Regions from separate parts of the Rattus norvegicus genome. Here region 2 is linked to region 1. The links are chromatin contacts, called in public Hi-C maps. All regions are on one chromosome and are shown on one strand. The core of a region is the stretch at or near the end of the contact, and the rest is flanking DNA. Distances in the headings are between cores, read along the strand shown.

Region 1 (3,811 bases), core at 660-3,159:
AAGGTGCTTCCAAGTCTCACTGTTTCTAACATTTGTAAGAAGGTAAACATCCATCTATCAGGCAGGACAGAAAGACACTGGGAGATTTTCACAAGCTACCGAAGGTCATGGACAGAGCTGAGCTTACCACCAGGCCATACTCTGATGGTTCCACTGAAATACTGGGCCTAGGGTTGATGACATCATTTCGCTCCCTGTACAGCAGGATGTTGAGAGGAATGGTGTGGGAGCTGCGTCTCTTTGTTTACTCTTTCCTTAAATATTTACAGAGTACTAGCTATGCACCAAACACTCTTCTAGGCACAAAACAGCAGTGAACAAAGGAGGCAATGTTTTTTATCCTGGTGGAGTTCTGTGTGTTCTTAGGTGATTGTGGAAGGAAAACGAAGCAGGAAAGTGGGGTGTGAGGTCGGTGCACTGTGGTGGGTTGGAGCAGGGTAATTTTACACGGGTTGGCCAAGAAGGTGGAAGTGAGGTGACACCTGACGAGGATGAATTTGATGTCAGAGGCCTATGTGACATCTGGGAGAAGAAAGTCTGGAGAGCAACCACAGTCAGCAGGAAGGCTGGAGCTGGGAGTGTCCGGGAGCTCACTGAGAAGCGGCAGCTGGGCCTGTGTGACCGCAAGCCAAATGAACTGAAGAGGAGCAAGGGTGTGGTTCTGGGCCAGGTCAGGGAGCTTAGTGAGTCCTTGCTAGGATCTGCTTTTGCTCTGACCAAAATTCGGAAGCAGCAAGCAGCATAGGGGCTGGGCAGTGGGGTGTTAAATGACTTTAGCAGCTGCTCCTTTGAGCACACATTCAAATGAGATGGGAGCCCCCTCCCCCGATAGGAGTCCATTGCAACAGCACAAGTGCTTCCAGTCAGTCTATAGTAACCTCACTTCATGCCTATTCCACCGTAGAACGTGGTTAACTACTGTAGTAGCATCAAGGATGCCAGAGCCAAGGAACCTTGAAAATATCCATTGTTCTTAAGATCTAGAGCCAACCTGAACTTCCGGATCATTATAAGTCATGAGCCAGTGTCTGGATTCACATCCTCCTAACACACATCACCAGGAGAAAGCTGAAATACTTTCTCTGTTGTGGGCTAGATTGTTATCTATTTGAGGTCGAAAGCTGGCTTTCTGTAATCATTAGAATGTTGTCTACAATGCCTCTGGAGAGGAAACAGAGGGATACAAATAGGGCTTGTTTTGTAAAAAGGGTCTTTAGAAACATGAGGTGACTGGGGAAAGTGTTCAATACATCTAATTCTTCGTGAGAAAAAAACAAAACAAAACAAACAAACAAAAACATTGAAGTGGTTGATGACAACAGATTTTACATACTTAACTTCCAGACAAGACAGGTCACAACTGTGCACTGGTGGATAAGTGAACTTCTCCCTGTGCCTCAGGCACACAAACCCCAGGAAGGAGGCAGAGTGGCTCTGGGGACAGTGAGATGCCTGGGGAGACACCTCAGAATAGCCCCCCAAGCATCTATGACACTGGGGATGCCCTTTGCCAAGAAAAGACGGCGGTCAAGAATCCAGGTAAACAGTGGGGCTCTTAACTCTCCCACACTCAATGTAAGCCTTTCTCTTTAGGCAGCAGAAAGAAATATCAAACACATCCAAAAAAAAAAAAAAAAAAAAAAACCACGTATGATTTAACCAAACTCTAGATAGAAAGATATCATGAAGGCCTTTGCTGGGTTCACATGGACTTATTTTATCTAGAAAACTGGGCTTGTTAATAGCTCAAGGCCTTGGGTAAGAGCAAGCCAAGTCATATCACAGCTGTAATTCTCTTCTTCAGCACACAGACTATGTGGAAATATTTTATTTTGCTTTTATCAGTCTCCGGAGTTCATGTGATGTACTTCAAGAGCCAGCCATTCTCTGGGGCTTATGGTCTTGGCAGATGCCGCGGCGACCGTTAGAAGGTCAAACAAGTCCCACTTCCGCCCCCTCAGACCAGCTGGGATCATCCATTCCCAGACTGACTTTCGTTCCCTGAGTTAGCCTTGAGGCTCTGTCCTCTAAGAAAATGCAGCATAGCCAGATGATTTTCACCTGAGCTAGTCTCTGCCTTCCCTTTTAGGATTGTCATGAGGTCAGTTTTTGATTAGCAGAAGGCCAAATATTCCTGTCGCCTTGGAAATGCTGAGATATCCAAAGCCACGAAGTCTCTTCTTCCTCTTCTCTCCCGAGCAGTCCTACACAGCAGCACAATTCCGGTGGAGTCCACTGGGTTCCCTAGATTAGGCAAACTCGACTGTTTGGTTGGTACTTTCTCGAACACACACTGTCTACTCTTTGCTTGACGTCTTCTCGGCTGATTAAATCTTCCCCATCATGGAGTACAGAATTAAACAGAATTGCACATTGTTGCTCACTACCATAGAGTGTAGATCTGGGAATCCGAGAGGCCACACAGCCTGAACTTCTACTCCAGAGACAGATTCTCTTTACCGTGTCTTCCCACTGAGAAGACATCTATTCTATTTGTACTTAAGCCGTTCCCGTGACAAGACTCACACACAAACACACACACACACACACACACACACATACACACAGACATACACACACACAGATACACACACACAGAGACCCACACACACACAGAAACACACACACACACAGACACATACACAGACACACAGACACACACACACATACACACATACACATACACATACACAGACACACACACAAATACACACACAGAGACCACACACACATACACAGACACACACACACAAATACACACACACAGACCACACACACACACACATACAGATACACACACACACACACACTGCTCAGTAAGGAACTGACTTAAAGAGTGGGCTATTTCTTTTAGAAAGATCCTTGACAGAGTCACCCTATCTCTCCAGCTTCGCCCCATGTCCCAAAATTACTTCAACTAGTAGAACTCAACGACTCAGGATGAACATTCTCCTCTTTCTCCCAATACCCCTCTTGTCGTTGTTCCTTTTTCTGTCTCATTTGATCAAAGCCCCCTGTGAAGACTTGGAGACCTTGTAGCTCACGAGTCTGTGTCAATCAAGGATAAGGTTGGGATGACCTAACATGGGGACTCCCGATCAGACTCCAACTCAAAGAGGACATCTTCCTTGTGTGACTCCGGCTCTGTAGCTGATCACATTTTCTAAAAGTTTCTAACATGTTCCTTAAAGTTAAGACACGGGGAGTATTTCATACAAAGCCCTCAAAGGAAATAGCTACCTGCCTGGATTAACTACACAATCAGGAAAACACTTGGAAGTTTCTGCACTTAAACGCAGACGGACTACGGCATTTAAGCATGCTCTTACTGCCATCTCGTGGTCATAACTGGAAGCACATCCCACATTCAAAATCTGCAGAGGAGGTTCGAGGCTCAGGGGGTCACATGGGAATCGTCTGATTTTTCTCTTTGAACCTTTTATTTGGTAAAGCTGTACCTTAAGTTTATTTTCCAATCCACTACGCATATCTTTACTTTAGCCGTCATCGTCTTACATCTTCCACACTGGGGCTAGCTTTCAAATGAATCCCATCTATTTTCTCACAGATGTCAGAAAGGACCGCTTGTTCTCTTTTAGGCAGAAAAAAAAGGCATCTCAGGTGAGCATAAATAACTATATTTTTATCTCAAAGAGAACGCACGCTTTCACATAAATGTGTTCATCTTCGGATGTAGTTTTTAGACTTTTTTTTTTCGTTGCTGTGAAAGCTGTCGTTTATAGCTAACCTTGAGTGCATTGTTCCTCACAATTAGAAGTAGATAAGTTTCACAGGCAGAGAAGTTGACAAG
Region 2 (3,811 bases), core at 568-3,067, 220 kb before region 1:
TGTCATTAAGATACTAGTGTCAGAATCTCTGGCAACCATGGAGTTCATCTACTCAAAATGCTTCTAGTTTTTGTTCCATGCATTTTGAAATTCTGTCTTTGGTGGGGGAAATGTTTAAGACTGTTATGTTCTCTCAATGAACCGGCTGTGGCATCCTTACAAAATAATCTTCCTACCTCCTAATATTCCCTGACATGCTATAGCTAACCCAACTTCGTTTTGACTATAGCATTTTTATATCTGTGTCCATTAACTTTGAAAATATGTGTGTTTTTACTTAAAGTAAATCTCTTATAGATGGGTATAAGTGGGTCTCTTTTAAAAATCCTTAGTCAGATAATATTTAGCTTTTAACTGAGTTGTAGAACCTATTAAATTCTATATAATTGTCAATACTCTTGACCTGACCTACCATCTTGTTTTGTTTTTGGTTTTTTACCTATTTTTCCTTCCGGTTCATGTCCTCCCCTTCTTTCTCTGCCTTCTTTTGAATTGATTCTTCCAAGGACTCATTTTGGTTAGCTTACTTACTAGGTCTTCTTTTTTATGATTTTAGTTTTACACAAGGGTTGATAGCACAGATAACTTACCTCCATCTACCTTCAGGTAGTAAATGCACCATCCCCATGCAATACAAGGAGTCACACAGTTATACATTACCGTGTCTTTATCCCTGTCTCTATGTTATACCATAGCTTTAGTCTCTAATATTTTAAAGAGATTTAAGAAGTACCAAGATATTTATACTCCTTGCTGAGACCTTGACTTTTCAATCTCCTTGTTAATGACACTTCTTTCTGTTGAGGGAAGTCCCGTGCCCAGTAGGATGCTTTACGTCATACATAGATGCTAGAGCATTGCACACGTGCTCACACAAAATACCTCTAGACATTGCCAAATGTTCAAGGACGTGGACACAATCACCCTCAGCTTGGAGCCATTGGTGAATAACCTTGTTACCAGATGATGTCAGTACTGTCTTTAAAAACCCTTTCCTATTTCATGTATGGTTAGATGTTGCTGACAAGTGCTTTGCCTTCCACCATTGTGTTTCTTAAAGTGTTGCTATTTGCCCTGTGTTTTGAAAAAATATTTTTACTGGATGAAAATCATAGGCTGTGATAGTCTCCCTCTTTCAGCATTTTTAAATTATGGATTATTTGCCCTCTCATTTATCTTGCTTCTGACAAGAAATCCACTGTCACTCTTATCTTTATTCTCCTGTGCATAGGACATGGTTTCCCCTTTGCTCTGGCTTTTTAAAGATACCCTCTCTCACTGGTACTGACAGCACTAGCTATGATAAGCTTCAATGCCATTTTCTTCATATCTCTTGTGCATAGGGCCCATGTATACTGGGCAGCTTAGTTAAAGCTTCCATTGCTGTGAAGAGAAACCATGGCCATGGCTCTTATAAAAGACCACATTTAATTGGAGCTGGATTTCAGTGTCAGAGGTTCAGTCCATTAGCACCATGGTAGGAAACATGGTGGCATGCTGGCACACATGGTTCTGGAGAAGGAGCTAAGAGTCCTACATATTAATCCACAGGCAACAGAAGGAGACTGCCCTACTGGGCCTAGCTTGAACATATATGAGACCTCAAAGGCATCTCCACATTGACACACTTCCTCCAACAAGACCATACTTGCTTCGATAAGGCCACAACTCCCAGAAATGCCAGAGCCAAGCATTCAAACACATGAGACTATGGGCGCCATTCCTATTCAAACCATCACCCTAGAATAAGCCTCAGTCTACAGACAGAGTGCATATGAAATTCTTTTTGTTATTTTAACTAAAGCTAAAGCTCACTCAGCACCAAGCCATTCCAACAGATGTAGGAAGTTTAATTATAGTCTTTGTCTCTCCCTTCTCTCTCCAGAGCAGAAAAGCGCACTGGGCTTTACACAGATAAAGAATTCTTTCAGTTCTGAGCCACTGACTTCATGGTCGCCACAGGGACACTAAATGTACTTGTTCCTTGCCAATGTTATCTCTAATCTGTGTCTGGGACTTGAGAATCTTCAGGCAGTCAGAACGCTGTGACCAAACATAGAGCTGTATCCCTAGACCTCGTACTTTCTACATTCTTCTCCCCCGGAGCGATGTGGTGGGCTCTGGTCTTTCTCTACTCCATGGAACTCTATCATTCCCTGGACTGACTGTCCTCTCTCTTCTTTTTCTTCTGGATATCCAGCACAATCTACTCCATACATTTGCTTTTGAAAGAAAACCAAATAGAGAAATCAGAGAATCTCACAAAATAACCAAAGCAAAGAAAAACCCATTAAGTACCATACATGTTCTCATGAAAAGGAAGCAAAGGAGAAGATATAGAGATCAAAATCCTGGCATTCAAGATTCCTGTACCACCTACGTAATTAATAATGTACGATGAGAAATGATAATGTATATTAGCGAAATTAGAAATAATTTCTAAAGGAGCAGTGATGAGCCAAATTGGAAAAGAACCCAGTATAAAGGGAGGTAGAAAAGGAAGGTCCAACAGAGGTTAAAATCATTGCTAATATCTGAAGTTGTGGGGGAACCCTGGGGACTGTGGAAGAATGAGCTATATAGAGGAAGTTGGGAGACACATTTCAGCACAGCAAGAGAGAAAGCTGAAACACTTAGTCAATAACTAATGATGAAAGTCTTTCCATGCTAAGCTCCAAAACAGATTACACTGTAGGAACTGGGCAGTTAGAAGAGTGTTGAGTGACGTAAATGCCTCTACTTTTAAATTATTATGTTTTATGGGGGAAAAAAACCCAAAAACTGGGATATGAGAGCTAGGGAGGTGGCTCATGGGTAAAATCCTTACTGTGGAAATAAAAGGACCTGAGTTTATATCCCTCCAGCTATGTGAAATGTCCAATCAGACAGAGCACATCTATAACCAGTAGTAAGGAAGCAGAGAGAGGAGGCTTTCTGGAGCTTGCAGCCTACCTAGACTAGCAAAAACCATGGGTTCCAGGTTCAGTGAGAGACCTTGTCCCAGAAAGTAAAGGCGAAGAGTGATCCTGGGAGACACACAATGTCACTCTCTCACCACCACACAGGAATAACTGTGTGCAGATACAAATGCATGTATAACACACACACACACACACACACACACACACACACTCACACACACAAACACACTCAGGCATACTCATGACAGGACCCTCTCACAAGCCTGTAGTCAAGATGCCAACTAGAGCCAGGGTTTCACTGGTTCCTAAAGGGCTGTTCAACTGCAGATCACAATTCCTATCTGGCTATTGACCAGGAATTATCATTTTCTTGCTTCTGCACTTCTCTGAAAGGCATATCAAAGCATAGTAGGCTTGTTTCTTCAGGAGCAGCATGACAAAGAACATAGCAGCAAAATGGTACCGTCATTGGTGTGGCAACATCATCGCTGCAACAAATTTTACCACTCACGAAGAATCTAGAAACAAGAGCACATCTTTCACAATAGTGAAAAGGCATATTTAGAAACTGAAATAGAAAAGATCTGATTTAATAATTTTTCTTATAACTTGATTTTTTTCTCTTTCTTTTTCTTTTATCTTTGTTATGGGGTTTGATTCTGAAGCTTAGGCCTGTTTCATAAGTTGGTTAGGAACTAATGTTTTCCTCTCTGGACTTGTGAAAAATGGCTCTGAGAATCAGCAGGTTGGTGATAAAGCCATTTCGAACGTGTTTTTCAGATGTACCTGTTCCAAAAAGCCCACTGTGAGAGAAATAGTCCTTCAAAACTCGAGGCCTCTAAGTCATCATCTAAAACTTGATGGCACTGAGCTGAATACTTCCAGCTCTA

The links. Hi-C and Micro-C count contacts between places; a contact is called where the count stands out from the background.
Region 2: a Hi-C map of frontal cortex shows a contact between it and region 1, with 2.0 times the contacts expected there. The contact joins two enhancer-like sites. A contact is called at or near these places in 2 of 12 Hi-C or Micro-C datasets (Schwann cells and frontal cortex).

Annotation. Positions count from the first base shown.
Region 1 is chr18:64,348,744-64,352,554 of GRCr8, reverse strand. All of the region lies in intron 1 of LOC102548061 (a long non-coding RNA gene), which reads right to left. Among named protein-coding and RNA genes, the nearest start is that of Mc2r, 60 kb to the right of the region's middle. Within about 2 kb of position 1,909, at least 10 of the 93 cell types and tissues checked have an H3K27ac peak or open chromatin away from gene starts, as enhancers often do.
Region 2 is chr18:64,564,452-64,568,262 of GRCr8, reverse strand. No RefSeq gene overlaps it. Among named protein-coding and RNA genes, the nearest start is that of Mc2r, 280 kb to the right of the region's middle. Within about 2 kb of position 1,817, at least 6 of the 93 cell types and tissues checked have an H3K27ac peak or open chromatin away from gene starts, as enhancers often do.